Linked DNA regions of Mus musculus: regions 1, 2, 3 and 4 are each linked to region 5. The links are chromatin contacts, called in public HiChIP or PLAC-seq and promoter capture Hi-C maps. All regions are on one chromosome and are shown on one strand. The core of a region is the stretch at or near the end of the contact, and the rest is flanking DNA. Distances in the headings are between cores, read along the strand shown. Region 1 overlaps Serinc2 (serine incorporator 2). Region 2 holds the start of Hcrtr1 (hypocretin (orexin) receptor 1). Region 3 holds the start of Fabp3 (fatty acid binding protein 3, muscle and heart). Region 4 holds the start of Tinagl1 (tubulointerstitial nephritis antigen-like 1). Region 5 holds the start of Nkain1 (Na+/K+ transporting ATPase interacting 1).

The links. Promoter capture Hi-C pulls out the DNA fragments that hold promoters and counts their contacts. HiChIP or PLAC-seq counts read pairs in DNA pulled down with a chosen protein or histone mark.
Region 1: an H3K4me3 HiChIP or PLAC-seq map of embryonic stem cells shows a contact between it and region 5, with 23 read pairs. The contact joins the enhancer-like site here to the promoter of Nkain1 in region 5. A contact is called at or near these places in 1 of 484 Hi-C or Micro-C datasets (bone marrow-derived macrophages), 5 of 115 datasets of contacts at active chromatin or transcription factors (embryonic stem cells, forebrain and stem cell-derived neural progenitor cells) and 1 of 9 other capture datasets (embryonic stem cells).
Region 2: a promoter capture Hi-C map of embryonic stem cells shows a contact between it and region 5, with 2.5 times the contacts expected there. The contact joins the promoter of Hcrtr1 here to the promoter of Nkain1 in region 5. A contact is called at or near these places in 1 of 39 promoter capture datasets (embryonic stem cells), 1 of 115 datasets of contacts at active chromatin or transcription factors (pancreatic cancer cells) and 1 of 9 other capture datasets (embryonic stem cells).
Region 3: a contact with region 5 is called in an H3K27ac HiChIP or PLAC-seq map of embryonic stem cells, with 4 times the contacts expected there. The contact joins the promoter of Fabp3 here to the promoter of Nkain1 in region 5. A contact is called at or near these places in 9 of 39 promoter capture datasets (the 3T3-L1 cell line, cranial neural crest, embryonic stem cells and 5 more), 3 of 15 datasets of contacts at CTCF or cohesin (the G1E-ER4 cell line, the NIH/3T3 cell line and embryonic stem cells), 7 of 484 Hi-C or Micro-C datasets (the G1E-ER4 cell line, bone marrow-derived macrophages, cumulus cells and 2 more), 23 of 115 datasets of contacts at active chromatin or transcription factors (bone marrow-derived macrophages, craniofacial prominence, embryonic basal ganglia and 12 more) and 4 of 9 other capture datasets (adipose tissue, embryonic stem cells, liver and 1 more).
Region 4: a promoter capture Hi-C map of liver shows a contact between it and region 5, with 2.3 times the contacts expected there. The contact joins the promoter of Tinagl1 here to the promoter of Nkain1 in region 5. A contact is called at or near these places in 5 of 39 promoter capture datasets (cranial neural crest, embryonic stem cells and liver) and 5 of 115 datasets of contacts at active chromatin or transcription factors (embryonic limb bud, embryonic stem cells and pancreatic cancer cells).

What each region holds. Positions count from the first base shown.
Region 1 is chr4:130,247,962-130,253,869 of GRCm38.p6, reverse strand. Serinc2 (serine incorporator 2) reads left to right here. Exons shown (of 10, transcript NM_172702.3): 10 at 1-373. Gm46724 (a long non-coding RNA gene) reads right to left here. Exons shown (of 3, transcript XR_003955118.1): 3 at 4,066-4,565. Among named protein-coding and RNA genes, the nearest start is that of Gm46724, 14 kb to the right of the region's middle. Within about 2 kb of position 2,294, at least 37 of the 459 cell types and tissues checked have an H3K27ac peak or open chromatin away from gene starts, as enhancers often do. A contact at or near this core is called in embryonic stem cells, where this site is marked.
Region 2 is chr4:130,135,876-130,141,583 of GRCm38.p6, reverse strand. It overlaps Hcrtr1 (hypocretin (orexin) receptor 1), which reads left to right and starts at 2,422. Exons shown (of 9, transcript NM_198959.2): 1 at 2,422-2,576; 2 at 3,388-3,505; 3 at 3,917-4,154; 4 at 4,294-4,472; 5 at 5,676-5,708. The coding sequence starts at 3,956.
Region 3 is chr4:130,304,516-130,310,682 of GRCm38.p6, reverse strand. It overlaps Fabp3 (fatty acid binding protein 3, muscle and heart), which reads right to left and starts at 1,945. Exons shown (of 4, transcript NM_010174.2): 1 at 1,833-1,945. The coding sequence starts at 1,905. Gm10570 (a long non-coding RNA gene) reads left to right here and starts at 2,978. Exons shown (of 4, transcript XR_868203.3): 1 at 2,978-3,060; 2 at 3,199-3,363.
Region 4 is chr4:130,173,203-130,179,200 of GRCm38.p6, reverse strand. It overlaps Tinagl1 (tubulointerstitial nephritis antigen-like 1), which reads left to right and starts at 4,399. Exons shown (of 12, transcript NM_001168333.1): 1 at 4,399-4,478; 2 at 4,994-5,308. The coding sequence starts at 5,002. It overlaps Gm52490 (a long non-coding RNA gene), which reads right to left and starts at 5,879. Exons shown (of 3, transcript XR_003955116.1): 1 at 5,830-5,879; 2 at 5,430-5,489; 3 at 1,015-1,582.
Region 5 is chr4:130,571,568-130,577,154 of GRCm38.p6, reverse strand. Nkain1 (Na+/K+ transporting ATPase interacting 1) reads left to right here and starts at 3,119. Exons shown (of 7, transcript NM_025998.4): 1 at 3,119-3,326. The coding sequence starts at 3,273.

The DNA.
Region 1 (5,908 bases), core at 1,045-3,544, 320 kb after region 5:
GGCCACAGCTATCTGCTCTCTTCCAGGACCCGCTCAAGTCAGGATTCTCCATTCTCAGTGCCTCCAGGGTCTGTGGGACATTATGCTCTGACCCAAGCCCTGCCTTCCTTTGCCCATGATCATGCATACCCACCCTTGGGACTGAAGTTAACCCCTGTTCTCAGGGTCTCCAGAAGAGGGCATGAGAGTAGAGAGTGGCCCAGAGCTTCTCAGCTGACAGGGGGGGGGGGGTCACCCTATACACTAAGGCCTGTGGGGGTACCCACCCTATACACTAAGGCCTGTGCTCCAGGCCTCCAGAGCCCACCCCCTTCCTAGACCATGTGCCTTAATGAGTCTCTAAGACTTCACTCAATAAACATGCCAGTACCTGTGTGTGCCTCCCATGTCTTGTGTGCCTCACCCCTGGTGTGAGGAGGCCCCGTGCCTCCTTAGCCAACCTGGGAGCTGGGGCGTGCTTGGAATGAGGGTGTTGAAGAGTATGGTGAGCAGGACAGAGGACAGGGGTGATGAGCTAGACAGGACCCTTGTTTACAGTGTCTGCTTGGGAGCTCTGCTCCCCTCTGCTCTCCTCTGTCCTGTATTTGTAGTCTGGACGTCATCACTCACTTCTCTAAGCAAGGGCCGCCGTGGTCCTTGGGCTTGATGTCATGGGAGTCCAGAGAAGACCCACGACATTCCCAGGCCTTAAAACAGTTGGGAAAGGACTTGTGCCCTGGAGCCACCAAGCCTGCCTGGCTCTAAGGAGGCCAGGGCTCCTAGCTCTTCAATGATTAGAGGAACGTGGTGCTGCCTGGTTGGTCAATGACTTCTGCAGTGGTTCAAGGAGTGTGTGGCCTGTACAACAGGCTCAGCCAGAGATGCTCAGTGTTGTGAAGGTCACAGGCAGGCTCCTATCACTCCAGTGCAGGCCAGGCATCCCGCCCACTTGTGGGTGTGGCCTTGTGTGGGTGTGGCCTGAAAGTCTGTTTGGGTGCTTCTATAGTCTTGCCCAGGACACAACCATCTCCTAGGTACCACCAGGGTTTCGGGGAGTATAGGGATTCAAATAGACACCCTGAAAACAGAGCAGGAAGCGTTGGGCTGAGAGGACATTTGCTGAGGTACACAAGGCCATGGAAGAGGAGCTCAAGGGCAAGTACAAACTGGAGTGCAGACAGCATGCGGGGTCAGAGGAAATCAAGGAGATAGGTGTGGGCGGGATGGTACAGTCTCCCTCAGGGGATGTGGGGAGACTAGACAGAGGGGAACTACTGGGGTACTGAGCTGGCAGAAGGCCTAAAGCTGTGAGCTGATGCTGGGATGTTCCCCATGACTACAGCTGAGTGGTAGAGTCACATAGTATTTTAGACAGATTTCCCTGGGTGAGGTGGGGCGCATAAAGGCTGGACTTCGTGAAGCTGAGGAAGGCTCTCACTAGGGATGGGTCTGGAGGATGTGCTTGCCCCGCCCCCTGCCCCCCCAACCCCCGCCCCCCGAGATCCTCTGAGTGAGGTTGTCAGAGCACCATGCATTGCTATTCTTTCCTTGTTTCTCCTTCAGGAGAAAAGAAATGCCCAGGGTGTCCTCGTGGCCTGTGTATTTGTAGAGGTGGTTGATTTGCCAGATGTGGTGGTGCACAGCTTTAATCTCACCACTTGTCCGGGAGGCAGAGGTAGGTTTATAAACTGAGTTCCAGGACAGCCAGGGTTACACAGAGAAACCCAAAACAAAAACAAAAAGAAAACAAAAAAACAAAAAAACAAAAAACCTTCCCTCAACAACACCCCCCAAAAAAAGAAAAAGTGGTTGTGGTTGTAAGCTTGTTACAGTCTCAGATCATTCAGTCAGCAATGCACTCACCACGTGCCAGGGGCTGGGCCGGGCCTTGCTGGTGGTATGGGGGAGGGGCAGAGCAAAGAGCCACTATTCTAAGTAGGTGAAGGACTTTCCCCTTGTCTCCTTGGTGTCACACTCATTAGCCTAGAGGTAGGGTTGTCACCACCCACCAGGGCAGGGAACCTGTTTAGCTGTCCCCTCTCCCGCTACCCAGTGACCTGACTTCCACCCACAGGGAACCTGTTTAGCTGTCCCCTCTCCTGCTACCCAGTGACCTGACTTTCACCCACCCTCCCATCTGTTCCTGGCTCCTCAGTTCTTCCTTCCCACCACACATACCCTCTCTTCCTCGTAGACCTGTCACTATCCCTTTCTGGTCACTTCCCCTCTTTGGGAAGAGAAGCTCTGTTGCCTGCAAGCCCCTGATAGGGTGTGCTTCCTTACTGCACTGGGACTGAGAAAAGAGCTGTCCTTGAGTCTGAGGAACTACAACGTCCTGTCCCCAGGCCACTGTCCTTCAGCCCCACCTGCAGTTTAGGTTGCAGAGTGACAAGGGGGTTGGGGGGCAGGGTGAATGCAAAGCTGGTCGATGACATCTGAAACAGACAGTGCTTGGAGTGCTCTGGGCTTGGCTAGTTCTGTCTGCCTTGATGTGTCATTGTGTGTTATTACCCTCTCGGGACCTCACCTGGATTTTTCATGACCGCGGCCACAGTAGCTTTCTTGTAAGCCATAAAGTGCTTTGCACTCAGTACTTACACAGCAGACAGTCTCGGCCCTTGTGGTAGTTTGAATATGCTCAGCCCAGGAAGTGGCACTATTAGGAGGTGTGGCCTTGTTGGAGGAGGTGTGGCCTTGTTGGGGTGGGTGTGGCCTTATTGGAGGAAGTGTATCATTGTGGGGGTGGGCAATGAGGCCCCCCTCCTAGCTGTCCAATAATGGACTGAACCTCTGAAAACGTAAGCCAGCCCCAATTAAATGTTTTTCTTTATGAGTTGCCTTGGCCGTGGTGTGTCTTCACAGCAATGGAAACCCTAACTGTATCAGCCCCTTCTCCCTTTGCTGCCTGGCCACTTTGCAGCCTCTCTGAGCTAATCGGATATAGGAGAAAATGCTGACTGTGTTTGCCTTTCTGTTATAAGGTCCTGCTCTGCCTTTTAACTCAAAGCAGTGTGTGGAGCTACAGCAACCTTCTTGGGATGATTAGAACAACAAACCCGTGGATGGAAATCTGCCTAGGAGACATGGAAGAGTTTGGGTCCCTGATGTCTGTGGGAGCTCTGCTATGCCTGGTCCGGATGTCACTGAGATGGGGAAAGCCAACCCCAGTATATCTGAGTCCCATTACTGTGCCTAATGGGACAGCAGTGCAGCTGAATGCGTGGCTAACTGTCTTAGTTACTGTTCTGCTGCTGTGAGGAGACAGCATGGCCAAGGCTTACAAAAGAAAGCATCTAGCCGAGGGTTTGTATAGGTTTAGAAGGTTCCGGAGTTTGGGGGGATCACGGCAGGAAGCAGGCAGGTGTGGCACTGGAGCAGAAGCTGAGAGCTTTACTTTCTGACCCTCGAGCAGCAGCTGAAGAGAAGATAGACAAACAGACAGACAGACAGAGACAGAGAGACAGACAGACACATACACACAGAGACAGACACACAGACACACAGAGACAGACAGACAGAGAGAGAGAGAGACAGAGACACACAGAGACAGAGACAGGCAGACAGACAGGCAAAGAGACACACACACAGAAATAGAGAGAGACAGAGATAGATAGATAGACAGAGACAGACAGACAGACAGAGGCAGACAGAGCCTGCCTGAGACAGAGCCCGACTGAGCCTGGGCCTGGCATGAGCTTTTGAAATCTCATAACTCATTCCCAGTGGCACACCTTCTCTAACATGGCTGCACCTCCTGATCTTTCCCAAACAATTCACTAACTGGGGACTAAGAATTCAAGGCTACGTGCCTTTGAGGGCCACTTTCATTGGAATAACCATATTAACTGATATAATTAACTGGCCACTAATTTTAGTAATAAGAACAGCAAGTACTGGCCCTGCACCTTGTAGGCATAATGTTTTGTGTGCTGCGAGCTTACCCTTGTGCTACTCAAATGCTGACTTCTCTGCACCCCCCCCCCATCCTGTTTTAATCTGGACACAGCATTGTAATGCTTATACCAAGAATCTCCTGTCTCAAGTTTGTATAAACAGTTCTTACCTTTTATTCTCTGCCTTGTCAATAAATGCTGATAACCCAGTGGTTGGGCAGAAGAGAGAAGGAGAGGAGAGTCAGATCACAGGCAGGATGGAGGAATTGGAGCAATGAAGAAGGGGTCTGGAGAGCCAGATCGATACACAAGCATCATGGGATGGGGCTGGGAGTTAGTTAGCCAGATTAGCATAGCGGTTTAAGACACATCATTCATTTAACTGCTCAGCTATTGAGGTGCAGTCTTAAATACATCTTGGTTTCTCTGTAGAGTTATTGGGGATTACAAGGTAAATCAGTACAGCCACCAGATTAATTCACAGCTTACCTTTATATTAGGCATAATTCATTTTCAGACTCTAACCAGCACCCATTCCTCCTAGTACTGTGTGTCTTTTTTTTTTTTTTTTTCTGTAACCCTTGAATCCATTTGTGTGACAGTCACTGTGCGGTCCAATTCTCCCCAAGGCCAATACAATCGAGAACCTATGCTCACTCGTCATCATGGTTCCCTGGGGGCCTACAACAGAGCCTGAGAAAGAGAAGTACTCAGAACAAGTCGAGTTAGTTAAATGAGCACTGCTTGATTCTGGAACAGGGAAGCTGTGGAGAGAGCAGAGTGGAGGGCTCTGTTGAGTCAGAGTTCTGTTTTGAGGGGTGCAAGTTTGAGACCATGTTTCTCTCAGTTCTGAAACTCACTCTATAGATCAGACTGGCCTCAAACTCACAACGATCTTTCTGCTTCTGCTTCTCTGATGCTGGGATTAAAGGTGTGCGTCATCATATCCAGCTAAAATTAAAAAAAAAATCTTAAGTTTAAAAAAAAATCATGGTTAGTGTTAATGGCAGGTTTTGTTGGGCACACCCCTTCTGAAATCCAATGCTCTCTAAATCAGCAAAGACACTAGGACTGGGCAACTTGACTCCCCAATTAGCAGCTATTGAATCTTGTTGTCTTGGCTGCCTAGAGCAAACAGCCAGGCCTGACTGCCCTTATGCCAGCACCAGCCTTTTGGAATACTCCACAGACGCCCTGAGACAACTATACAAAAGACAGCAGCTGAGTGCCTTGGCTCCCGAGAGCCAGGGCTGCTCGGAACATTTTGTAGTGGATTTTTTGCTCTAACAAGGCTTGATGTATAAGTCTAGGTAAAAAGATCCCATAGTTGTCCCATTTGTTATCCTTTTTTTTTTTTTTTAAAGATTTATTTATTTATTTTATGTATATGGTTACACTGTAGCTGCACAAATGGTTGTGAGCCTTCATGTGGAATTTTAGGACCTCTGCTCACTCCAGTCAATCCCGCTCACTCCGGTCAAGTCCTCTTGCTCAGGTCCAAAGATTTATTTATTATTATATCTGAGTACACTGTAGCTGTCTTCCGACATACCAGAAGAGGGCATCAGGTCTCATTACAGGTGGTTGTGAGCCACCATGTGGTTGCTGGGATTTGAACTCAGGACCTTCAGAAGAGCAGTCATGTACTTAACCTCTGAGCCATCTCTCCAGGCTCATAACCATTATTTTTAAAAAGTTCTTTGCATACATATACTTTTTCCAATCATGAAAATGAAAACATATTTTTATGTCAATGTAATGGATGTGTTTATTTTTATATAAAGAATTAAATCATGGCTAAATTTTCAATGCTACAAGACACAGAGCATTTTCAACATTTTTCAGAGTCAATTCACATTTGGCTTTTATAACTGTCAATGTGGAGAGCACCGCTTTGCATAAAAATGTAGTATAAAGTGGTGTAAGTGGAGGAAGGGTGGTCAGGGCTGTTTCTCTAAGAGCAGGAGATTTTGTATGTACAGTAAAGATGCTGCAGATCATCATATACAGCAGTTTCGAGTCTGAGCTGAAGTTTT
Region 2 (5,708 bases), core at 1,173-3,672, 430 kb after region 5:
AGAGGGCAGCCATCTCTGGGGTACACAGGAATAAAGCAGGAGAAGTGGGTAGCTGAGATGGTCAGTGGGGCTGGGACTGGCCCTAAGATGCTAAGACATTGTATCTCTCCATGGTTTAAAGGAATAGCAGCCAGTCTCCATCCACACACATGGACAAAGGCACTCCCCCTCCCCCTGTGTACACTGCCTTGGAAGAATGGAGGCTGTTTGCTCTATCCAAGCTAGAGCGCCTAGGGGACTTGGAATCCACAGCTCTGAACTGTAGAGTTGGTGCAGAGCCTGGGCTGCCCACTGCCCACGCAGCGATCTGTATCTTCCACAATCCCTGACTGTACATCGCCTGCAGCAGCTGTTACTTGAATGTCCTTGCATGATCTGCCTCCCATCCCCCACGTGCTGTAGCCTCCTCTGGGACCCCTACATGGCAAATGGTCGCAGCTCCAGATTGGTGTGTGTGTTTGGGGAGGGGGGGTGCGGACAGAATGCAGAAGGATGACTCATCACCATGGGAGCAGACTACCGAGTTCCACATTCACACACTTGCAGAGCTGTAGACACAAAGGCATGCCCACACGCACATTCCCAAACTCACAGGGAGACACACTGAAATACACTGAGCGCACGCACATACACACGTGTGCATACAGTCCTTAGACACAGACACCAAAACAAAGGGACAAATCAAGACACATAAGACATCTCTTACCCAGGGGGAAGCCAATCATCATCCAAAAGCCTACTCTCGTACGGAGACACACAAATACCCATGGCTAGTTTCTTTAGAGACATCCTAACCACCCTCTGTGAATATATAAACCCTCTCCCTTATCACCCCACTGTGTCTCTCTCTGTGTGTCTCTGCTGTCTCTCTGCCTCTCTCTGTCGCTGTCTCTGTCTCTGTCTGTCTCTGTCTCTGTCTCTGTCTCTGTCTCTGTCTCTCTCTCTCTCTCTCTCTCTCTCTCACACACACACACACACACCACAGTCCCTCTTCTCTGGAGTCCTTCATCCATCCCCTGCCTCAGGCAGCACTCAGAGCAGACATGACAGTTTTAGAGTCCTAGAGATCTGTGGCCTATATTCTTGCATACAGATGCCACAACTACCCAAGGACAGAGTTTCTGCCTTGGGTCCAGCCACTCCCATTCTTCCAGAGTAGATAGAGGTCACCAGACCCAGAAGGGTGATGTCCTAGTCATCTGCTCACAGACCCCCTGTTTGCATCTCCAGTGCCTTAGAAGAGGGTCTGGCTGCAAAGGGAAGATGGTGGTTACAACTCCCAGGAAGGAAGGGATGTGTGAGAAAGGACCCTTGCTTGGACGACACTGTCTTGAGGTGATAGGTGGACAAAGTCCCCACCCACCTGCTAGGATTCCCAGGAGACCTGATCCAATCATGTGCACCTGCTGTTGTCTGCCTTAAAGACACACACACACACACACACACACACACACACACACACACACACCTCCGTGTTAACCCAAGGGCCACTTGGTCCTGCTTCCGGCTTCAGAGCAGGTGTTGCTGTTCTAGGAAGTCCTGGGTGAGCTCTTCTGCTCTGTTGTGACTCTCAGCTCCCTAGGTCTCACCCATCTTTGTGGACACCATAGGGAAATGCCTTACTCCCCGGAAGCCTACATCCTATGCAGAACTGGGGGTTAGAGGGGCTCTGGGAGATCTGAGAGTGAAACACAGGTTCGAACCTCAGCACTGCCTCTGACCTTGGGCAAAGCCCCGAGCTGTGTGTATCCAAGGACTTATCTGTAAAATGGGGACAGTAATAACTATCTCCCCCAGGCTGACGCGGGGATTAAATGAGATCATGCATTGAGTATCCTGTGGAAATGGCGGCCGTATTACAGGTTCATTGCTTGCCACAGAGATTGGTAAATATTGAGTTAATGAACGCCTCCAGCTTCCCTTCTTCTGCCTCCACCTCATGTCTGTGCTTTAGGAGGGGGAAAGTAAATGTGAACAAGAAGGATTTGGGGCAGGGAGAACGGGAAAGATCAGGGCTTTCTGACATCTCTGGACACCAGCTGCTCCAGCGCGTCCTGAGATTGCTTGAAGGCGGCACCGGCATCCTCTTACCCTTATGCCACTCACCTGTGCCACCACCCTAATCGGTCAGGTGAGGCAGCAAGTAGTGGTGGGGTCCACCCCTGCTCTGTGGCCCCTCGACGCTCCCCACCCCAGGTGCGTGCTGAATGCCGGGTGGCGGGAGCGTAAGTGTGCGAAGGATGTGAATGAGCCAGTGGACGCGTGAATGGAGGTGGATGGAAGCGTGAAGTACAAGGCGGGGCTCCAGCTGGGTGACCTCGAGTGCAGACAGGCCGGGGCTCCCTCCCCTCTCCTCCCAGCATCCCGCTCCGCTCCCCTCCCCGCGGCGCGCAGCCCTCCCTAGCCCTCCCGAGCTACCGCGGGCACCAGAGCCGGGACCACGCAGCCACTGAGCGGACAGCGCCGCCTCAGGAGGGGGCTACCCCGCCGCGTCTCCAGTTCCGCACCAAGGCGAAGTCCCGCGAGCAAGGTCCAGGTTCCAGCAACGGAGGATGCCCGGGGCCGGGAGCCAACAGGTGCGGGGCGTGGGCGACCCCCAGGACTGACTTGGGGATTCCAGAAGAGCATCGGCAGGTGATGGAGGGGGCTGGAGTCTCTGGGGACCTGGGTGCCGGAAGACTGCGCCACCCCCCACTCCGCTCACCTCCGGGAGGTACCCTTTAGCGCACTTGCTGCCCCTTCTGGGAATCCTCCCAGACCCCCTAAGGAGCAGGGAGGTCCCGCTGGGAAATCGGTAGGCCAATGTCTCTGCCCCTTCCCCTAGGGCTCTCGAAAGGACTGTCCATCCTCTTAACACCAATCTGGGGTCGTCCCTACCCAGCCAAGGGAAGAAGGGGTCTGAGCAAGGGAGGAGGGAGCGGCCTGAGCCAGGCCGGATTTATGAATGGAGAGCGGCCTGCGCACCGGCTCAGCGACCCCTGGCGGCCGTCGGGGAGCATCTCGGCCCCGGGGACTCCAGGAGACCTAGCAAGGGGGGTCTTGAGAAGCCTGTTTCTTGGCGTGAGGATCCTCCTTTCGTCTCTCCTAGGAAGGTGCTTACCCGCACTCCTCTTCGCGGGTCTGTGCGTTCCCGCGCGTGTACGCTCACTGAGGAGGATCTGGCAAGTCTAGTGGGCGGGACCTAGGTCTTTAATATCTCCCTGCACCCTTTTCCCAGCCAAGGGAAAAGGCTTGAGGACTGACTCAAGAAAGAATATTTGTCGTTGGGGATGGGTTTCCTTCCTAAATCTGTGGTGGCCGGAGGACTCAGACTGTCCTGGATTGGCTTTGTGACCTTGAACAAGGGACTCAACCTCTCAGCTTCCCGTCTCTCCATCCACACAACAGGGCTTGCTAATAATGATACCGAATACTGACTGGAGGGCCAGCTTCTGGGTGTACCAGGCTCTGGGTGAAGTAGTTCCCAAACCTTAGAGCTCAATACTCTTCATCGTGGCTCTGGAAGGTAGGTAACTTTAATACTCTGTTGGACCACTGGGTGGGGAAACTGAGTCTCAAGGAGGGAGGTAAAAGGTGCCTAGCTCCACCATTCCCACCCCATGACTAAGAATAAAGAGACGGAGGTAGACAAAGTCCCTAATGTCCTCTTCTTTCCTTCCTTCCTTCCTTCCTTCCTTCCTTCCTTCCTTCCTTCCTTCCTTCCTTCTTTCCTTCCTTCCTTCCTTCCTCCCTCCCTCTCTCCCTCCCTCCCTTCCTCCCTTCCTTCCTTCCTCCCCTCCTTTCTTCCCTCCTTCCTTTCTTCCCTACCTCCTCTCCCTCAGGAAGTTTGGTCTGAGACCCCAAAGACCTGAGGGCAAGACCAGGGCCTTTGAAAGGAGTGGGCTGAGGGCTTGTGGGAGTTTCTCTTTCTCCACAGAGCCCAGGACTCTCCTCAGCTGAAGTGGCTCCTAAACTCATGGAACCCTCGGCCACTCCTGGGGCCCAGCCTGGAGTCCCCACTAGTAGTGGGGAACCCTTCCATCTGCCTCCAGACTATGAGGACGAGTTCCTCCGATACCTGTGGCGCGATTATCTCTACCCGAAGCAGTACGAGTGGGTTCTCATTGCAGCCTACGTGGCTGTGTTCCTCATAGCCTTGGTGGGCAATACCCTGGGTAGGTGTCTGTTTTCTTCTGAACTAGAGGGAGTCCTGGGCCTTCCCTTCATACCCATTCTTGCTGGTGAGGTCGGGATGGGGCCTGAATGTGTGTGGCTTTGCTAACTGGCTTCACCTCACCTTGCTGCTCTCTGCAGTCTGCCTGGCTGTGTGGCGGAACCACCACATGAGGACAGTCACCAACTACTTCATTGTCAACCTGTCCCTGGCAGATGTGCTGGTGACTGCCATCTGCCTGCCTGCCAGCCTGTTAGTGGACATCACCGAGTCGTGGCTCTTCGGCCAGGCTTTGTGCAAGGTCATTCCCTATCTCCAGGTTAGCTCTCCCATGGCCCTCAGCACCCTCTACCACATCTGTCCAAAACCTATGACCTTGGTGGCTTTCAGTAACTTTATTGTTTGCCTTTCAGTCAAGTTACACTGGCTTAGGACTCTTGTGGGGCTATTCAAACCACCAGGCTGGACAGTTGGGAACACAGACACAGCCCGACATACACACATAGACAAACTTGACCACACACACACAGAGACACATACACACACACAGACACACACACAGAGTTACTTTCGGGTCCACAGGCACATGCAGAGAAGAGACAGAAGCCCACAGTGACAGACCTGCACTTAACAGGTCTGCTCCCTGACTCCAGTAGGGACCAAGAGAGACAAACAGAATTCTCTCTCTAGTCTCCTTCCCCAACGCTGGACACCAGGACACCCAGATGATATCAGTGGAATAGGAAGAGGACTAGCCAGAGACCACCACGGCCTCTTAGTAGCCCTTGGTCCTCTTCCTGTATCCTGGGAAACAGGGCACCCTGGAGGCAATGCCTACCTATACTACCAGTCAATTCATCTGTGCCGCTCAGACCAAGAGAGATTTCCCAACAGCATAGGGGTGACCTCCCGGGCTGACAGTGATGCCTCAGGGACTTCACACTGCTTTAAGGTTTTCTGCCCAACTGGTCCCCTCTGTGGATGGAGATCATGTGTCTCATCTCTTCACTGTACCAGGACACCTACTTCATAGGTTTTAAAAGTAGAGAAAGGAGGGGTAGGAGAGATGGCTCAGGGGTTAAGAGCACTGGCTCTTCCAGAGGCCCCCGGTTCAATTCCCAGCACCTAGATGTCATCTCACAACTGTCTGTAACTCCTGTTCCAGGGGATCCAACACCCTCATACTGACATACATGCAAGCAAAACATCAATGTACATAAAAAAAATTATTTAGAAAAAAATAGGGAGAGGTCTGTTTGCCACACAAAGTCTCATTGTGTGTGTCAGGTCTCCAATTGGACATTTTCCATACACGATTTCATTTATTCTCACCAGCATCCTGCCAGATAGATGCTATATTCCCATTCTGCAGATGAGGCTCAGAGAGGGTGAGTGACTTGCCCAAATTCACACAGCACAAAGGGGTGGAGTCACGATTTGCTGCACTGGTAGCTCTGGGCTGTGAACTGTTTCCCCTCCCCCTGCCCCGCCCTACCTCTGATGTTGTGTCCCTGTGGGGCAGGCTGTGTCGGTGTCAGTGGCAGTGCTGACTCTC
Region 3 (6,167 bases), core at 696-3,195, 270 kb after region 5:
CAGTGAAACAGAACTAAGCCCAGGTAATCTAGTACTCCCTAACTTGACAGCCAACTAGCTGGGTGTGGGCTCATACCTCTAACCCCAGTGCGGGAGAGGCAGAGACAACAGGACCTGGTCTCCTTAGGGAGTTCCAGGAGAGCCAGGGATACACAGTAAAACCCTGTCTTAAAAGACAAGACCAGCTGCCTTCCTGGAGAGCCTCAGGGTAGGGTAGGTGCCGGTGGGAGCCCTGTCTGGAGATGTGGTTCAGCAGTCGCAGTGCTTGCTTAGCACGGGCAAAGGGCCTTGGGTTCCATTCCCCAAACCAAAAGGACAAATTGCTTTGTGGGCCTGTTTCAGAGAAGAGCTGGAAGTAGGTGAGAGGCAACTACACACATCCCTCAACATGTCCGATTCCAGCCCTCCTTCCCGGGGAAGACGGAGTGGAAGCTAGCTCAGGCATGACACAGTCCTGTTTTCCCTGCCCCAGCCTCCTAGACCAGGATGATATAGCCAGGGACTCCGCAGGTAGAGGTCTTTATCTAAGCTCAAGGCAAGAAAGGAAGGGCTGGGGCCGTCTTGGATAAGTGGTTCATGTGACATTCCCCACTGTTGAAATGGGAAGAACTCTAGGTAGTTCTGGGTTCTCAACTATTTGGAAGGCCGAGATGGCAGGTTACAAGATCAAAGCCAACCTGGGGAAGTTAGTGAGAACCTGTTACACAGAGTAAAAAGAGGGTGTGTGTGTGTGTGTGTGTGAGTGGGGAGTATAACTCAGCAGTAGGGGGCATGCACAAGGCTCTAGTTCAGTCTTCAAAAAGAAATCCTGGGCTTTCCTATGAGGCGATGAGCTCATGTGTCCCAAGCTGTCTTCCTATTAAGTAAATCATGGGACTCTTCCTTTCTTTTTTTTTTCAAGACATGGTTTCTCTGTGTAGTCCTGGCTGTCCTGGAATTCTCTCTGTATAGACCAGGCCTAGAACTCGGGAGATTCACCTGCCTCTGCTTCCCAGAGTGCTGGTTAAAGGCGTTGTGTCACCGCCCACACCACACAATTTCCCCAGCCCCAAGCCACACTCTCCCTTCATAGCTCTTCACCTTTCTTCTGACACCCTCTGCTCGATCCCAGGCTTTCTTCACCCTATCCCCAGCACTGATCCGGTGGCCGACTGGTGCGGCCGGGAAGCCTATGTGTAGTGGTCGTCTTGCCCTGCTCTAGCAGCAGCGTCTCCGACTGATCCCAGGGGTGGCTGCACACACTGTAGGTGAAGGTCAGGCTGGTGAGAACCAGGGCATCTTCCAGAGAGAGGCCTCTTCACTACCCCAACATGGAGGGGTAGGGCTTGTTGCTGACTGCCTGGCTGTATCTTCACCTCTTCCCAGATGGAATTCACTGATTTTCTTTAGTCTTCCTCCAGGCTCTGTACACTCCTATCTGCTCTATTCCCTTTCGGAATTCAATTTCTGGACCACCATGCTCCTCTTTGCCTTCTCCTGCGGCCAGCCTCCCGCCCTTCTTTCCCTCCCCTTTCCACCTCCGGATCACCTACACTGCTTCCTAGAAAGCCTCCCATCCCGGACCTCTGCGGCCACAGCTGCCTCTACCCTTCCCCTCCAGCTACGAGGCTCGCCAAGCTTGGACCGCGACACCCCCCTCCCAGGAGGCCGGGGTGGGGTGGGGTGGAGTGGAGTGGCTTCAGCCCAGGCCACCCTCCGCACCTCAGTATTCCCTGTCTGGACTGGCTAGGAGCTTGCGGGAGGCACATGGGGGCACTCCCCCTGGGAGCTCAGCGCCAAGACCGCCTTGCCGGCCCTCCTGACCCTAGATCCTGCGCCGTTCGTTCGCTCACCGAGTGACTTCATGTAGTCATCAAAATTCTTGCTGTCCACTAGCTTCCAGGTACCGACAAAGGCGTCCGCCATGGTGCGATGAGTGAGGAGGCGAGCAGGCACTGAGAACCGCAGCTCCCGGCTGGACAGCCTCTTTAAATAGCCCTCGCATCACATGATGAAAGTGGCCCACACCCCTCGCTCCCGAAATAGGAAGCCGGGGCTTGCACTCCCGCAAAGGGCTGGGGCCCATCCCCCACAGCCCTCCCGTCGCCTACGTCAGCGGCGCCCGCGGTCCTGTTGGTGCCATCTAACCCATCCCTGGCCTGGCTGCGGGGCGCTTCCCGCAACCCAAGTAGAGCATCCCCCGGCCATACTGAAAGGAAACTCGCCCTTGAGCTGGTGCCACGCTGGAGAAACGCCGCTTGATCCTTCTGCCGCCTTGTTTTTTAATTCGCTGTGGTTTTATTCTTATATTGTGTATGCTCGTGTAGGCGTACTTATGGGGAAGGGGTGGGAGACTGGGGCGTTCGTTGTAACTCGCGGGAGTCCCTTCTCTGCTTCCACCGTGTGGGTCCCACGTATCAAACTGGGGTTGTCAAGGCTTGACAGCAAGGGCCTTTACCCAAAAACCCATCTCAACGGTCCTATGTCCTCTTCTTGTAGAAGAGGCTCAGAGGCTCGGAGAGGAATGACGCGGTCGCCGTAAGTAAAAAAGAATTGGAGCCTGGACAGAGAGCATGGTCTAGTGGCCTTTGAGCCCTCTTGCTCCTACCAGACAAGTGGAAAAGAGTTGCCTTGGACACCGCGGATGGCTGAGCTGCCCAGCGCCTCACCTGCTGGCGGAGAACGTGACCTTGCTTCCCTCATGCTAGCCCCACACGTGCTAGCCCCTCCCTGCGGAATGTCTCCCGCCTGCGCCTTTCTCCGCAGTCCCACCCGTCGCCGCTGCCTGAAAGCGCTTCAGGCTTTATTTACTGACCTCTGAGCTTGTGCCAGGGTCGTTCTTCACTCCGCGAAGACAATTTGTCTATTCAGAGGGTTCTTCCGGCCTCGGCCACCTTAACTCCCGGAAAGCCGCGACCCTCTGCTGAAGTCAGTTTTTTCCCCTGACTTCTGCCACTAGACTGCTTGTCACCTTAAAGTACGTTATTAAATAAGACCCGACTATTGATGGTTGTAGCCTACTTCAGGGCATGGTCACACTCAACTTTTTCGTTGGTAGGTGGTATCATCCCCTTTTTACAGGTGAGTAAGGGAACCTCAGTGGAGCCTATTCCTTAGTTCAGCAGTTTCTGTTTAATTATTACCAAGTCAGCATCTCAATGTGTAGCAGGGGTTGACCTTGAACTAAAGATTCTCCTGCCTCTGTCTCCTGGGTTACAGCTGTGTGCCGCTGCTCTGGCTTGAGCCAACAGTTAATACGGCACCTGCACCTGGAGGCAAGAGATTCCTGAGTTGGGGGCCAGTCTGAGCCAAGGCAAGATACTCTCTCAAAGTAAGCTCCTGGTTTGTGCGGGCCCTGCTTTGGAGAAGTCCACATGGATCAAGGTACAGGCTAAAGTACTCCCTCTGGGAGTGACTCTAGGAGGGACCTGTCCTGACTTGGGGATTCAGAGGAAGAGGGACATAAATGAATTTCTGAGCTCTCTACACGGGACGGAGTGGTAAGCACAGAACTTTGGCCTCTAGAAGGTTGTGCAGGGTAGTCATTCCGGAACGGTTACCAGAGCTCTGGAGCCTGACCAGTATACCTGCAGTGTGGTGAGGCCTCCTTCCTGGGCCTCTGTCCCCGTGGAAGTTCCTTTCTCCCACCCATGGGCTGTTCTGGGAAGGAGGCCAGTGAGGAAAAGTCCTCTCACCCCTGTCTTGATTCCTTTGGAGAGTCTAGTTGCCAAAAGGCTGAGAGGTCCAATTCTGCCAAAGCTACAGGGACGGGCCTCAGGGCTGGGCCTGGAGCCCTGGTGACCTCAGCGATAGAGCAGGTGCCAAGGGAGGGAGGGCATGGGATGGTTTCTGATTCAAGGTCACAGGCTTTAGGCAAGGAGCCTCTTCTCTCAAAGCCTGAGAGGCCTGAGACCCAGGGACCAGAGCAGTCTGCTTACATGGAGTGTGGAATGTAGTGCTGGAGATCTGGGGCTGGCGGACAGCTGCTGGCAAAAAGATCTGTGTTCTAGACCCGATCACAGCTATACTAGCCATGCCATGTGGTCTTGAGCAGTTCACTTAAGTCACTTGGAATCAGTTTCATCTTTGAAATGGGAGATATTTGGAAATCATTAGAGAAAATACATTAAAAACTCTGGTTTTGTTTTTTTTGTTTTTGTTTTTTTTTTTTTTTGACAGAATCTCTTTATTTAGCCCTGGCTACCCTGGAACTTACTATGTGGACCAGGATAGCCTCAAACTCAGAGATCTACTGGCCTCTGCCTCCTGAGTGCTGGGATTAAAGTCATGCACCATCACCTGGCCCTGATCTTCTTTCTTTTCTTCCTCCTCTCCCTTCTTCTTCTTCTTCTTCCTCCTCCCCCTCCCCCTCCCCCTCCCCCTCCTCCTCCTCCTCCTCCTCCTTTTCCTTCTCCCTAAGACTGGGTCTCTCTATGCAACCCTGGCTATCCTGGAACTCACTCTGTAGACCAGGCTGGCCTCTGCCTCCCAAATGCTGGGATTAAAGGCGTGCACCATCACCTAGCCAGTTTGCTTTCAAGAATAGCCACTGAAAGGAGATAAGATAGCTCAGTGGGGTAAGGTGCTTACCATGCACACATTCAGCACCCACATAAAAACCAGGTATGGTTGTTCATGCTGTAACCTCAGCACTGAACAGGGCACACAGACAGGTGGATCCTGGGTAAGGGTGCTTGCTGGTAAGTCCATGTAGCAGAAATGGCAGGCTCCTAAGTTCAGTGAGAAGCCCTGTTTCAAAAATAAAGTAGGCAAGAAAAAGAACAAAACCTTTAACCTCTTTAATTCTATCCCCGAGGAAGTAGGAAGTAGGAAGCCAGGGCTGCTAATGAGACCCTGTCTCAAGAGAATGGTGGAGAGTGACAGAAGACACCTGTCACATCTGGCTGATGTTTACCCCTACAGCCTTGAAGGGCAGCCAGGTCTTAGGCTTCAGGGCCGTAAGACACGGTGCTGACTATCCTGTGTTCTTGTGCTGAGCCCTGCCTGAGCTGAGCAGCACAGGATCTTGAATTGAGACCTTGAGCTATAGACCTGTGCAAAGCGCTGGCCTGGGCCACGAGGATTGATCCTCAGCCACACCCTCTTTCCTTCTGCTAGGTTTATTGTTGTTGTTGTTGTTTGTGCGCATGACCGTTGGGTGTGAGCTGCAGGCATGAGTGTGTGGAGGGCAGAGGACAACTTTCAGGCTTCTTCTTTCCTTTTACTCTGGGTTTTGGGACTAGAACTCAGTTCATTAGGCGCTCACAGCAAACACATTTATCCACTGGACCTCCTGCATGCTAGGCAAATGCTTTCCCATGAAGATCTATATCCCCATCCCTCAGTTATTTTTGTTTGTTTGTTTGTTTGTTTGTTTTAATTTGAGCAGGATCTCACTTAGTTGCCCAGGCTGGCCTTGAACTTACGCTATAGCCCAGGTAGGCTTTGCCTCAGTTTTCCCAGGCTTGCACCACTTGCTTCAGCTCATTCTCCCTTCCAAGTGTGTACGGCTCACACTTCCTTCTCTGAGGGAATACATTCAACTTGCCCCGGTTATGCTCCTTACACCAGAAGCTGGGGGTGGGTCTCGTCTCTTTCCTCACCCTTCTAGCCTCTCATAGATCCAGATGTGGCTATCACATCTGGCAGGCATCCGTGCCCTTCAAGAGCAGCATCTCCCCCAGTCTTCCCCCTATAGTGATTCTATGTTTCCATGACAACCACAGGCTGGGCCTAGGAAGAGGAGAGGTGAGTAACCAGGAGGGAGCCCTGGGATGGGCTGTAGCTCTGGCTGATCTGTGGCCCCTGGGGGAGGGGGAAGAGGAAGCACCCGACTCAACTCATCTCCAGCTGCTTCAGGGGGAGGGGCCTTCCTGCCATCTTGATGCCTCTATGTGTGAGTGTCCACTAGCTTGGGGAAGAACCTAGAGGTAGAGGCCAAAGAGACTGAGCCAGGGCTCCACCAACCCAGAGATGCAGATGCTCCTTCTGCACTTCCCTACTCCATACAACAGGGAGCTCTTCTGGCGTTGGTGGTATACGGCAGTCTGTTAGTGCCTGCCACAGCGAGTCTGAGCTTTCTCCACTGCTCTGCCACCCCTCTTAGTGAGTGGCATGTCTGCTTTTGGAAAGAGGACTGCTTGGTGCATCCCAGACCTGCCTCTTACTGTGTAGAACACTGAGGCAAG
Region 4 (5,998 bases), core at 3,150-5,649, 400 kb after region 5:
GGAATCCCAGCCCTCAGCTCATCTGTCCCTGCCTTCCTGGTCCAGCAGACTCACCTGTGGCCAGCCTCAGGGCTTTGTTTCCTAGCATTGGCTATCCTTGAATGCCAGTCCCAGCCTGAGGCCTGTTCCAGAGTCTCCTCCTGCAGATGTCAGCTCAGACACTGCCTGGCTTCTAGGACCACAGTGACCTTTATCAGCCAGGTCCTCAGGCTTTGTGTGAGCTTCACCTCAATTGGTGTGGGTGACTTCTGCTCCGACGTTGACTGTCTCTGTGCCTGTCTGCTCATCCCATTTCAGACTTCACAGGGGGACCTGGGTCTATGCACACCAACCCTCAGGACTCCATGTCTGTCCCAGAGCCCAATACACAGCTGGAGCTCAACAAAGAGTTATTGAACAGATTTTAAAAAGTTCTAACACAGTTTTCTTAGTTATGGTTTCTGTTGCTGTGCTGAAACACCATGACCAAAAAGCCTCCAGTGGAGGAAAAGGTTTGTTCCACTTACACTTCTCAATCACTGTCATCAATGGCAATCAGGACAGGAACCCAAACAGCACAGGAACCTGGAGGCAGGAGCTGATGCAGAGGCCGTGGAGGAGGATGCTGACTGGCTTGCACTTCATGGCTTGCTCAGCCTGCTTTCTTTTAGAACTCAGGACCACTAGCCCAGGGATGGCCCCACCCACATATGGAGGCATTTTCTCAATTGGGGCTCCTCTTTAATAATTTTACCTTGTGTCAGGTTGTCACAAAAACTAGCCACCAGAACAAGCACAGCATGCGATGACACAGCATGAGCCCTCACGGCCAGTGTTTGTGTCCCACAGGGTACCACTAGGCCTTGATTAAAACTTTCTTTTCTTTTCCTTTCTTTTCTTTTCTTTTCTTTTCTTTTCTTTTCTTTTCTTTTCTTTTCTTTCCTTTCCTTTCCTTTCCTTTCTTTCTTTCTTTCTTTCTTTCTTTCTTTCTTTCTTTCTTTCTTTCTTTGTTTTCTTTCTTTTTTTTTTAAAAGAAACAGTCTCAAGTAGCCCAGGCAGTCCCTAAACTTATTATATAGCCCAGGACAGTCTTGAATTCCTGAACCTCCCTCCTCTACCTCGTAGTCCTGAGACTGATTGCATGTGCCATCATACCAGTTTGAGCAGTGCTAGAGCTTAAGTGTGCGACCTTGTGCTCACTGGGCCAGCATCCGGCCAGCTGAGCGCTCCAGGAGAACATTTAAACACACTTGCCATGCCTTAGCCTTAGGAAAGCCCAGCATACCACAACACACCCCACAGACTGTGCTATCGCTTCCAGCGTGGATCTGTGTCTCAGTCTCCAGCAACATTGCCTGAAGCCCTGGACTTGTCCAGATAACTAAGGGGCACACAGAAGCTTACTAGCCCTGGCCCGAGTGCCGTTTGGATTGCTCAATTCCAGAGACTTGGTGGAGCATGGCTGCCTTGTTCAGCCTCGTTAGAACAGTCTCTGGATTCCAGGAACAGTGGAGAGGAGCTTTGAGTCTCTACAGGAAAACGAAAGGAGCCCTCTGCTGTGAATCTTTAGTCACATTACCAGTTCTGGCTGGCTTCGTCTCACCTGCAGAATGAAAAAAATTCAAGAAGGCCCTGGGAGGCTGTGCTAACATGTAGGAAAACAAGGCCCAGAGAGGGACAGCCTGCTTAGGGTTCCATCTGAGGGAGGAGAGTCACCATAGAGTCTCAGAGGATGGCTGGGCACAGAGGTGTCCCTTGCTGGTGTCCCTTGCCTGTTGTTCTGTCACAGGCTCTAGGACAAGGTCCCATTCTGAGCAAGATTTAGAAAGTGAGTCACCAGGATGGTTGTGCGGAACAGGAAAGTGGGGTCCCTGGCACCCCCAGGCCCTGCCCTTTCCTCTGCTTCTTGGCCAAGGAATCTAATGAGTCATGCGACTCCACTGAGGTGGGCTCTGAGCCAGACTCTGTGATGACAGGGGTAAGGGGTGGAGGGGTGATCCGGCCCCACCCTCCTCCCTGCTCCAAGTTCCTGTCTCCTGTAGACAGACAGACACAGACAGGCAAACAGCTACCCACTACCTACCCCTGTTCCCCCAGCTCGTCCACAGGCATCTAGTAGACAGGTGTTTACAAGTAGGAGAGGCTTTCAACGACATTCTGACACCAGCAGCTTACACAAACGGACACTGGACACGCAGACAGACCCAGGATAGTCACAGAGACACACACTGTCCACACAGCTCTAAGGGCACGGACACACAGGAGCATAGCAGGTAGACAGGTAATTCCGTAGGCAGGCAAGAACCAAAAGAGAGCCAAAAAAAGGTAGAGGCACACAGGGGATATAGCAAGACACACACACACACACACACACACACACACACACACACACACACACTCACTCACGCAAGTGAGTGCCAGAGGGGGAGAGAGAGAGAGAGAGAGAGAGAGAGAGAGAGAGAGAGAGAGAGAGAGAGAGAGAAATCACACACAGCAGCTCACAGGGAAGGGGTGCTCTTTGGCAAAGGTAGACCCAATGTTATGGCCTCTAGCCCTCAGAATTTTGAGACTGACCCATGAAAGCAGGTACCAGGCCTGTTCTGTTGAAGCCAGTCTCCTCCCAGGGGAGATGATGTTGGCAGTTCTGAGGGATCTATCTGCCTTTCGATTTGATGAATCGAGATTGAATAGGAAAGGGGGGGCTTCCCAGCCAGCAGGATCTTGAGACCTGTCATATGACTAAGGGTGCCTCAGGAGAGAGAATACACTGGGTAGCCTGTGTTCTGGCTGTGGAACCTTGGATAAGTCTGCACTCACTTGTGCCCTGCCCCCCACCCCCCGCCACGCCCACTTCCTGGTTTCACATAGCATAAGGTGGCTTTGAACAGGCTACACACCTGAACTTCTGATCCTTCTGCCTCCAGTTCCTGAGTGCTGGGAATACTGACATGTGCTACAGCACAAGTGTGTGTGTGTGTGTGTGTGTGTGTGTGTGTGTGTGTGTGTGTGGTGTGTATGTGCATGCGTGCACACATACAGTCTGTGTGCATTAGACTTATGAGGATGGCTTTGTGGACTCTATTCTCTCTCTCCATCGTCTAGATTCCAGAGGCTGAACTCAGGTCGTCAGTATAGTGGCAAGCCCCATTGCCCACTGAGCCATTCTCACCAGCCCCACAGTTTTTATACGATGCTAAACACGAACTCAGGGCTCTGTACACGCTAAGCAAGCACTCTATCAAGGAAGCTGCATCCAGACCTTGTCTGTTCTCTTGAGCCTCAGTTTATCTTTTAGGCTTCGTGCTCTCAGATCCTTTCAGAGTACGAATGGATAGGTCTGTATGTTGGGTGCTTCCGCACCCCCTGGTGCCTCACCACCCTTGCCTCACAGCAGGGGGTAGCTCGGTCACAAGAATCCCTTGTACTGACTGCTCTCTGCAGAGAGTGACAGCTAAGGGGAGGTGTCTCGGAGAACTAAGAGAATCCCCGCGCTCCTGCTTGCCCCAGAGAAGGCTAGGATAACTGTCTAGGTGTGGTGTCCTTCCTCCACCTAGAGAGTCCTCTGGCCCTGGGCCCAATCTGTTGGAAGAAGGAGCTTGCACAATGGGGAGGCACAAAGTGACAGCCGGAAGGCCTCAAGGGACAGAAGCCCCATTGTGTGAGGGCAAGGCAAAGGTTAGACCAGAAACGGAAAGGGGCTCTGCAGGGGGCCCCAGCTGCCAGGGCCCTTGATGTGGGGCCCGCCACGGGACCTTGGGCCAAGAAGGATGCCCTTGGGCCTGGTGGAGGGGGCAGTGTTGGGCAAGGTGCCCATCACTGGGGGAGGGCAGACCCCACAAGGGGCGGCTGGGTAAGCTCAGACTCCGCACCGCACCCACCTCCTGGGGAGGAGCTGCCCGGAGCTCCGTGAGCCTAGGCAGCTTCCTGAATCATCCCTTGGGAATTCCTGTCATTCCTGGGAGCTGCTGTGGCTTGGAGTGGCCCCCAGCCCAGGGTCACTGGGTCAAGGATGTGCCTGGCTATTTTTCTTCCTGGAGGGCCGGGTTGGGGGGGGGGGTTAGAGATTTTTGCCCCTAGCTCTTGGTCCCTATCAAGTCCTGAACTCTGATCGTAGCTGCCTCCTCGCCCGCTTCTGTTCACGTTTTCAGCTTCGTAAAATCGCTGGGAAAGTCCTTCCTACTATCAGTCCACAATTCTTTCTCCGTGAGTTGCAGTTCTGCTCCCTAAGAAGAGGGTTCCATTGACAAGAGATCCCTCAAGGAGGACAGTCGCGTACACATTGTCCTTAAGCCGTTCCCTCGGAGCTAAGGGCTACTCCAGGTACCTACAAGTGGGCCCCGCCCTCCCCTCCCACAGTCCGGGGTTGGGGCGGGTGCTGCCGGCAGGGCGGTACAAAAAGCGTCCCGCCCTGCGCTCCTCACTTGACTCGGTCTGGCAGTCTCGAGCTTGGAGGCGGAGGCGCGCAGGGCAGCCTGGGTCCAGCCCACACCCCTCACCAGGTAGGGACTCTCCCTGATCAGAGGGTAGAGGGTGTTGAGAGAAGGAGCAGCGAGGAGGGGGCACACTGAGGGAGAAGGACCCAGGGCAGAGAGGCACAGAGGAGAGGGTCAGAGGGACGCAGAGCAGAGGGTCAGAGGGACACAAGGACAGAAGGGCGGGGGCATGCATAAGGAGGAAACACAGAGTCAACAATCCAACTCAGATGCGTCAGAGAGGTAGAGGGACCAAGGGCAGGAGAGGAGAATGCGTGTTGGAAATGTCAAGGTCCCATTTCCTTGTCCATGACAGTCCCTAAACAGGTCAGGGAGGGGGGTCTACTTCTTGTCCCATGAGTGGACTGACATCTAGTGCTGTCTTTTCCCTCCCGGAGACTCGGGAGTCAGGGTTCCCCGCTTTGCTGAGCCTCCTAGGAAAGCTCCAGGACGTGTGAAGGGAGACCCACCCTTGACGTTTGTTAGGGAGTCTCCAGAAGCCAACACCTCTGACCCCTGACCTCTGTTCTCCTCGGGTCTAGGAGGCACCATGTGGGGATGTTGGCTGGGGCTGCTCTTGCTGCTGCTGGCTGGCCAGGCTGCCCTGGAGGCCCGGCGGAGTCGTTGGCGCAGGGAGCTGGCGCCAGGGCTGCACCTGCGGGGCATCCGGGACGCCGGTGGCAGATACTGCCAAGAGCAGGACATGTGCTGTCGAGGCCGTGCTGACGAGTGTGCCCTGCCCTACCTGGGAGCCACCTGTTACTGTGACCTCTTCTGCAACCGCACCGTCTCTGACTGCTGCCCCGACTTCTGGGACTTCTGCCTCGGGATTCCACCCCCCTTCCCTCCCGTCCAAGGTGGGCACCGAGATGGCCAGCAGAGCGGCCACCTTGTCACTCCCAGTCCCAACGAGGCTCAGGAACAAGGCTGATAATGGGTATTTCCAGGCTTTGAAAAATGTAGAAAAGAAATCCTCACCCTGTTTCCTGCCCCTCTGGAAGTCCCTCGTGTGGTCTTACTTGACTCTTTCAAGCAACACTGAAAAAAAATAGTCCTGTTAGGCCCTAGGGCAGGGCAGACAGGCTCCAGCACTATCTCTCAGTCAGTATGGGGAAGGTGGCAGCCCCACCTGCTGACTCATCCTGAGGCTGATAGAGCACGAAGGGCCCAGCCAGGTTGTCATAGCCAGAGACCTCACTTAGGATTCAGCACCTCTGAGAATGGCCTGCACGTGTCCTTTCCCTGTCCCAGTAGGAGAACTACGGAAGTCCTTCCTGTCGCATCCCAAACCCTGCTGGGCTTTGGGCTAAGGAAAACCCATGCCTTAGTTGCTTTATATCAAAATGCTGGGCCTTTTAAAAGGAGTTGCTTGCCTTACCTGGGCTTCAGTTTCTTTCCTAAAGCTCCTTCCATGCCCATGGGCAAGTCCCAACTCATTTGAGTGACAAAGGGTACCAGGAATGTCATGGCTGGCATCCAGGTGAAACGACATGGACCCAAACGGAGTCCTTGAACAGCTTGTGTGTGGCACCCTGTGTGGGAACCCG
Region 5 (5,587 bases), core at 1,870-4,369:
TTTAGAGCTGCCAGGTTGATGAACCGTGAACATGTCAACCCCACGGAGACAGAGCATCCCACACTGAGGACCCCACCCTGGGTACACCTTTTCATTGGCATCCTTTATAATAGAGCCATTCTGCAAGGCTCTGCAAGCCAATCTAGCTAATTACGGAACACAAGGAGGGGGTCATAGGAGCTCCACAGCCTGTCCACTGGCAGGACAAATGGTAGCCAGAGGCTTGGGACTGGCCTCTTGCAGGGGTGCCTGCTTAGGAGACTGAATCCGTCGCCTGTAGGGGTCTGTGCTGAGTCCCAGGTAGTTCAAGCCATAAGTGAATTGAATCATCAGACACCCAGCTGGTTTGAAGAATTGGTTAGTGACAGAGAATGTCCCAGAAGCTATAATTAGTGGCCACGTTCAGCCCTCTGGTGTGAGAGGAGGGGGAGTTCTCAGTCAGATCATGAAAACCTGTTCGTGGGCTGTCAGTTTCTCATCCCCAGAGGGTGAAAGCCACAGGCCCTGCCTAGCCTCAGGTTAGGGTCAAGAGCAAAAGGGACTTCCCAGGACCCTCTTCCCATCCCTGTCTGCTCGACCTCCCTGAAACCTGACCACGACCCCGCCTTCCCACTCAGGAAATGTGGCTGTGCTCTGAGTCATGGCTGTCTTTCCTTTGTGAGTCCTGCTTCAGCCTTTCCTAGTCCTCTGTTAGTCATTCCTCGTGATAAGGATTGCAAGCCCCACCCCCACGCGTGTCATCCCCAGTTCTGAACCCCTTGCCAGAAATGACGGCCTCTGCTTGTCCAGTTGTGTTGGCTCCTTCCAAGAACTTCAAGCTTCAGAACAGAAAGGTGCCCACGGGGACCGACCCAGTGCTGGGAAGCAGCATGTGGCTGGCTACTTTTATGTCAACTTGACCCAGGCTAGAGCCATTTGAGAGGAGGGAACCACAAATGAGAAAATGCCTCCATAAGACTGGGCTGTAGGCAGCCTGCTGAATACTTTCTTAATTAGTGATTGATATGGGAAGGTCCAGTCCATTCCAAGTGAGACCATCCCTGGGCTGATAGTCCTGGGTTCTGTAAGAAAGCAGGCTGAGCAAGCCATGGGGAGCAAGCCAGTGAGCAGACTCCTCCATGGCCTCTGCATCATCCTGTTTGAGTTCCTGTCCTGACTTCCTTCAGTGATGGATTATGGATCAGAACCATAAACTAATAAACATTTTCTTCCTCAACTTGCTTTTGGTCATTGTGTTTTATTCTAGAAATAGTAACCCAAATTAAGACACAGGGTGTATAACATGCATGCTACCCCAGTCTGCTCACAGCCAAAGAGTCCTGCTGTGATCCAAGGCCTGGGGAAGCCAAGGTAAATCACCAAACCGAGTCCTCATACTGCTCACAGGAAGCTAAGAAGGTTCTAGAATGAGCTATCATGGAGGTATCGAAGGCTGGAATGAGCCAGAGAGGGGATTTCCCTGGGTGACCAAGGGTCAAGGAGTGAGGCCTCAACTAAAACACTAAAGATGAAACAGCGTCCACTGCACTGCACATAAGGATCTCAGAGCAGAACAACCTTGGGACTCAGAGATGGCTTTTTGTGAAGACACTTGCTACTGAGTTTGAAGACCTGAGTTTGATCACTGGGACCCACATAGAGGAAGCTAACTCCTACTCATGGTCCTCTGAGAGCCACAGGGTGCTCTAGCATGTGTCAACCTAAACACAGACATACAACATAAATAAATAAAGAACAAACCTAAAAGCAGAGAGGGGCCAGAGGGCGTGGAAGCCTGGGATTTAGTAGGGCAGGATTGAAATAAATGACCTTGGACAGAGGGTAGCTCAGACTTGGAGTGAGGTGGCCAGGCCTTGGGTCTGTGGCATTTGGGACATTCAAGAGCCTGGCAGAGCTGGTCAGAGCCTAGCAGAACCCAGTCACTGTAAGGAGAGAGGCATCATGTGTCCAGTGCTTGGGTCGGTGAGGGCTTCTGAGCACACTGTCAGCATGGAAGAGAGAACTGACATGGGCTCACCCGAAGCCTCCAGGGGATCCAGTGGGGACCGGGCTGGCGCTTCCTTTGTGGGAAACAGGACTCTTTGGAGACTTTGATAAAAGCTGGGTCCCAGTCCCCACGTAAAGTTATGCTCTGGGTATAGAGTCTGGGACAGACTCCAGGAAGCCTAGCTAATCATGGAAACTGGCTGGACACAGCTGCCATTCCCTAACAGTGGCTGAGAAGAGTCCCCACTGTTATCCCAGTTGCTTTTTGGTGGTGTGTGCGTGTGTGCATGTGCTTGTGTGTGTGTTTAGTGTGCGATGGTTGATTCTGGGAATACCTGGGGGGCCTTTTGTTTTGTCACTGTTGAGAGTACTAGGATCAAATCCAGGGCTTTTCTATCCACTTGTCTTGCGTGTTTTAAAACGCGTTTATCTGGAATTTGGGAGGCTGAAGCAGGAGGATCTCTGAGAAGCCAAACTGGGGACCGGACTATTCCGGTCCCTGAGCTATGAAGAGTCAAGAGAACGGAAGACCGCTTCAAGCGCACTCTGGCTTTCATAAACCCAAGATATACCAGGTTCTGAAGGAAAGACAGAAAGAAGAAAATGTGGCCGGGAAACCAGGAGGGCTGGCGAGCTGGGCTGAAAACTCAAATGAAAATAAAGGGCAAAGTTGGAACTCCAGGGTAGGGTGGCTCCAACTCCCTCAGCTGGCCAAGCTAAGGGCTACTGTTGGGTTTACAGGACTGCATCCAAGAGACTTTTTTCCTACTTTGCCCCTGAGGCCCCTGGGCGGGGGTGGTCCAGAGAGGTAATGTGATCTGCCCAAGGTGACACGGCTAAGGAACAGCAGTCTGGACGCGACCCAGAGCTGCCAGCGCGCAGGACCCGCACTCTTCCACTTCGCTCCACGCCCCTCCCCTCCCCCGCCCCCTCGCTCTTCCGCCCCTCCCTCGCCTCCCTCCGGGGTGGCGGCCGAGCCACGTGGTGGGCCGGGAAGCGGCGGCTGCCGAGCGCCCGGGCGGCTGCCCCAGCTGGGCAGTGCTGCACCGCGCCGCGCTCGGTGCCTGCGGGGGCCGCTGCGCGCTGGCCGGCGCCGCGGGCGGGAGGTGTGCCGACGGCCGGCCGCAGACAAAGGAGGCGCGGCGGAGCCCGCGCGGACCGGGCGCACCATGCACTTGGGGTGCGGCCGGCCGGCCGCGGCTCTGGAGACCCGGCCCTAGTCGCCGGCCCCACCGCCCCGGGGCGCCATCGAGACGACGCGGCCCCGCGCGGCGCGAGGAGGAGCCATGGGCAAGTGCAGCGGCCGCTGCACGCTGGTCGCCTTCTGCTGCCTGCAGCTGGTGAGCCGCGCGGAGCGGGGTGGGGCGGCGGCGGTGCGTGGGCGCCACCCGGGGTGCGGGGTGGCCGGGCGGAGTCTGCCCCGCGCGGGCCGGCTTGTCCCTTTGTGTGCGCTCCTCGCCTCAGCCCCGCGCTCGCGCGCACGGTCCAACGCTCCCGGGTTGCACGCGTCGGTTCGCAATGGGTGCGTGGGCTCCCGCTGGGGGGCTGCGCCCCAGGACTGTGGCTCCCTTGGGGCTGGGGGTGTGTCCGAGGCTGGTCTGTGTACTCGGAGAGGTCCCTGCCCGAATGTTCCCCTCCAGATCGCTGATTCCGTGGGTACCTCATCCCTCTGGGCTCCGCCCCTGTGAGCGTTTCTCACAAAGTCTCTTTCTGCTCCTGTATTATGTCTCTGGAATGTTTTTAGATCTCTGGCCATTTCTGCTTCTTGTTTGGGTGGTGGGACCTGAGACTCTTTGAGAACCCTCGGCCGTCCTTTGTGCTGCTTTCCTGCCTCCCAGCACCCTCCTGACTGGGTGGCCAGGGATGGAGAACTACCTCCTTGAGGGGGGTGATCAGGAATTGATGTATCACGGGCCAGCCTAACCTGGCAGGCACCGGACTCACTCTGTGGTTCTCTTTAGTCTGACCACCGAGTCCTCCAGCGTCCCATGAGCCATCTGTTCTATCAGCAGCGGGTGAGGTGGGGTCAGGTAAAGAGTTCCCTGGTCCCATTGGATGAGGACACTTGAGTGTCTTGGGAAGAATCAGAGCATCTCGGGGCTCTGTGCTGGCCCCAGTTTGGGGGAAAATGAGGTCTTTAACTGGAGGGCAACAGAGTGAATCCGGAGGCTAAGAGTAGCTGAGGTCCTTGCCTATGTATTGGGAGGGTGATAGAGAAGAGACGGGGGTCTCCTGCCTCCCTTGGAACTGTGTTATGCTTCTACTCAAGACACTGTTGTGTAGGAACTGCTGATAGCATCGGGTCTGTGGAGGAGCCTGGGGCCTCATTCCTATGGGTCCCGTGGTCTGGATCTGCCTTCCGGCCAGCACCTGCTCCTCCCCACAGGTGCGCAGGGTGGTGGGAAGCTTTGAGTGAGATGTGCTGGTGGCCTCTGTCCTCTCACCTTTCCTTGAGTCACCGGCCCTGCGGCGCCTGCTGTTCACAGCATCGTCCTCTTGGGCCATGCTAGAACCTCCTCTCCTCCCACATTGGTGTGTTGGTGTTTTGCCCCTCAGAAGGCCACCTGGTCTGTCAGGCGTCATTCTCAAGGACGGCAGAGGGGCTTAATCACCACCAGGTAGGATGGAAACTCCAAAAGGGCAGAGACAGCTCATTTTGTTCCTGCTAAAACCCCAGCAGCTGGGCAGCCCTTGACACCTCATTAATATTTGTAAACTAAACGAAGAACTGGTTATTTGGCAGATCTGGGCTCACAGTAGAAATATTCTCCGTTTTCTATTTTTAGGACCATAAAAATGCCAAGAAATCTTCAAACTTTTTTTTTTTTAGAGAATTCCTTTTCTTTAATTAAAAAAAAAAAAGGTTTATTTTTAAAAATTTTGTACATCCGTGTCTGTGTGTGTGAGTGCAGGTGCCCACGGCATCCTGAAGAAGCCATCAGGCCCACTGGAGCTGGGGTTACAGGTGGCGTGTGCTTAGACTCTAACTCGGGCCCTCTGTAAGAGCAGAGCGTTCCTAACGGCTGAGCCATCTCCAGCCTCAAGGATGTCTTCCTGGTTTTGTTGGCTTGTTGTGTTTATTGTTCTTGTATGTTTGAGAAATGTTCTAACTCTTCCGTCCAGGCTGGTCTTGAACTTTGAGCCATCCCCCTGCCTCAGTACCCTGAGTGAGGCTGGAGTTTCAAGATGTCTAGCTTAAGTTTTAAACTATATATTTTTGTTTGTTTGTTTTATTTTGTTTCAAGACAGGGTCTCACTATGTAGCCCTGGCTATCCTGAAATTCACTCTATCGACCAGGCGGGCTTCGAACTCACAGAGCTCCATGTACCTCTGCCTCCTGAGTGCTGGGATTAAAGGTGTGCGCCTCTACACCCAGCTCAAACTCCTTTTCTTTTTTTAACTTAAGAGATGAGGGATGTATGTTATGAAGTGAATGAATAAGCCCTCAGAGAGTGGAGAGTATTGAGTTTCCTTCTCTCTGTGCCTGTGAGCAGTTTGTCCCTTGCTCACTCCTGAGTGCTGTTACTAATTCACTGGGTGTCAGCTACTCTTGGGAATGCTTCCCCTGCCCCCCCCCCCCCCAGTTAACTCGTTTAACCT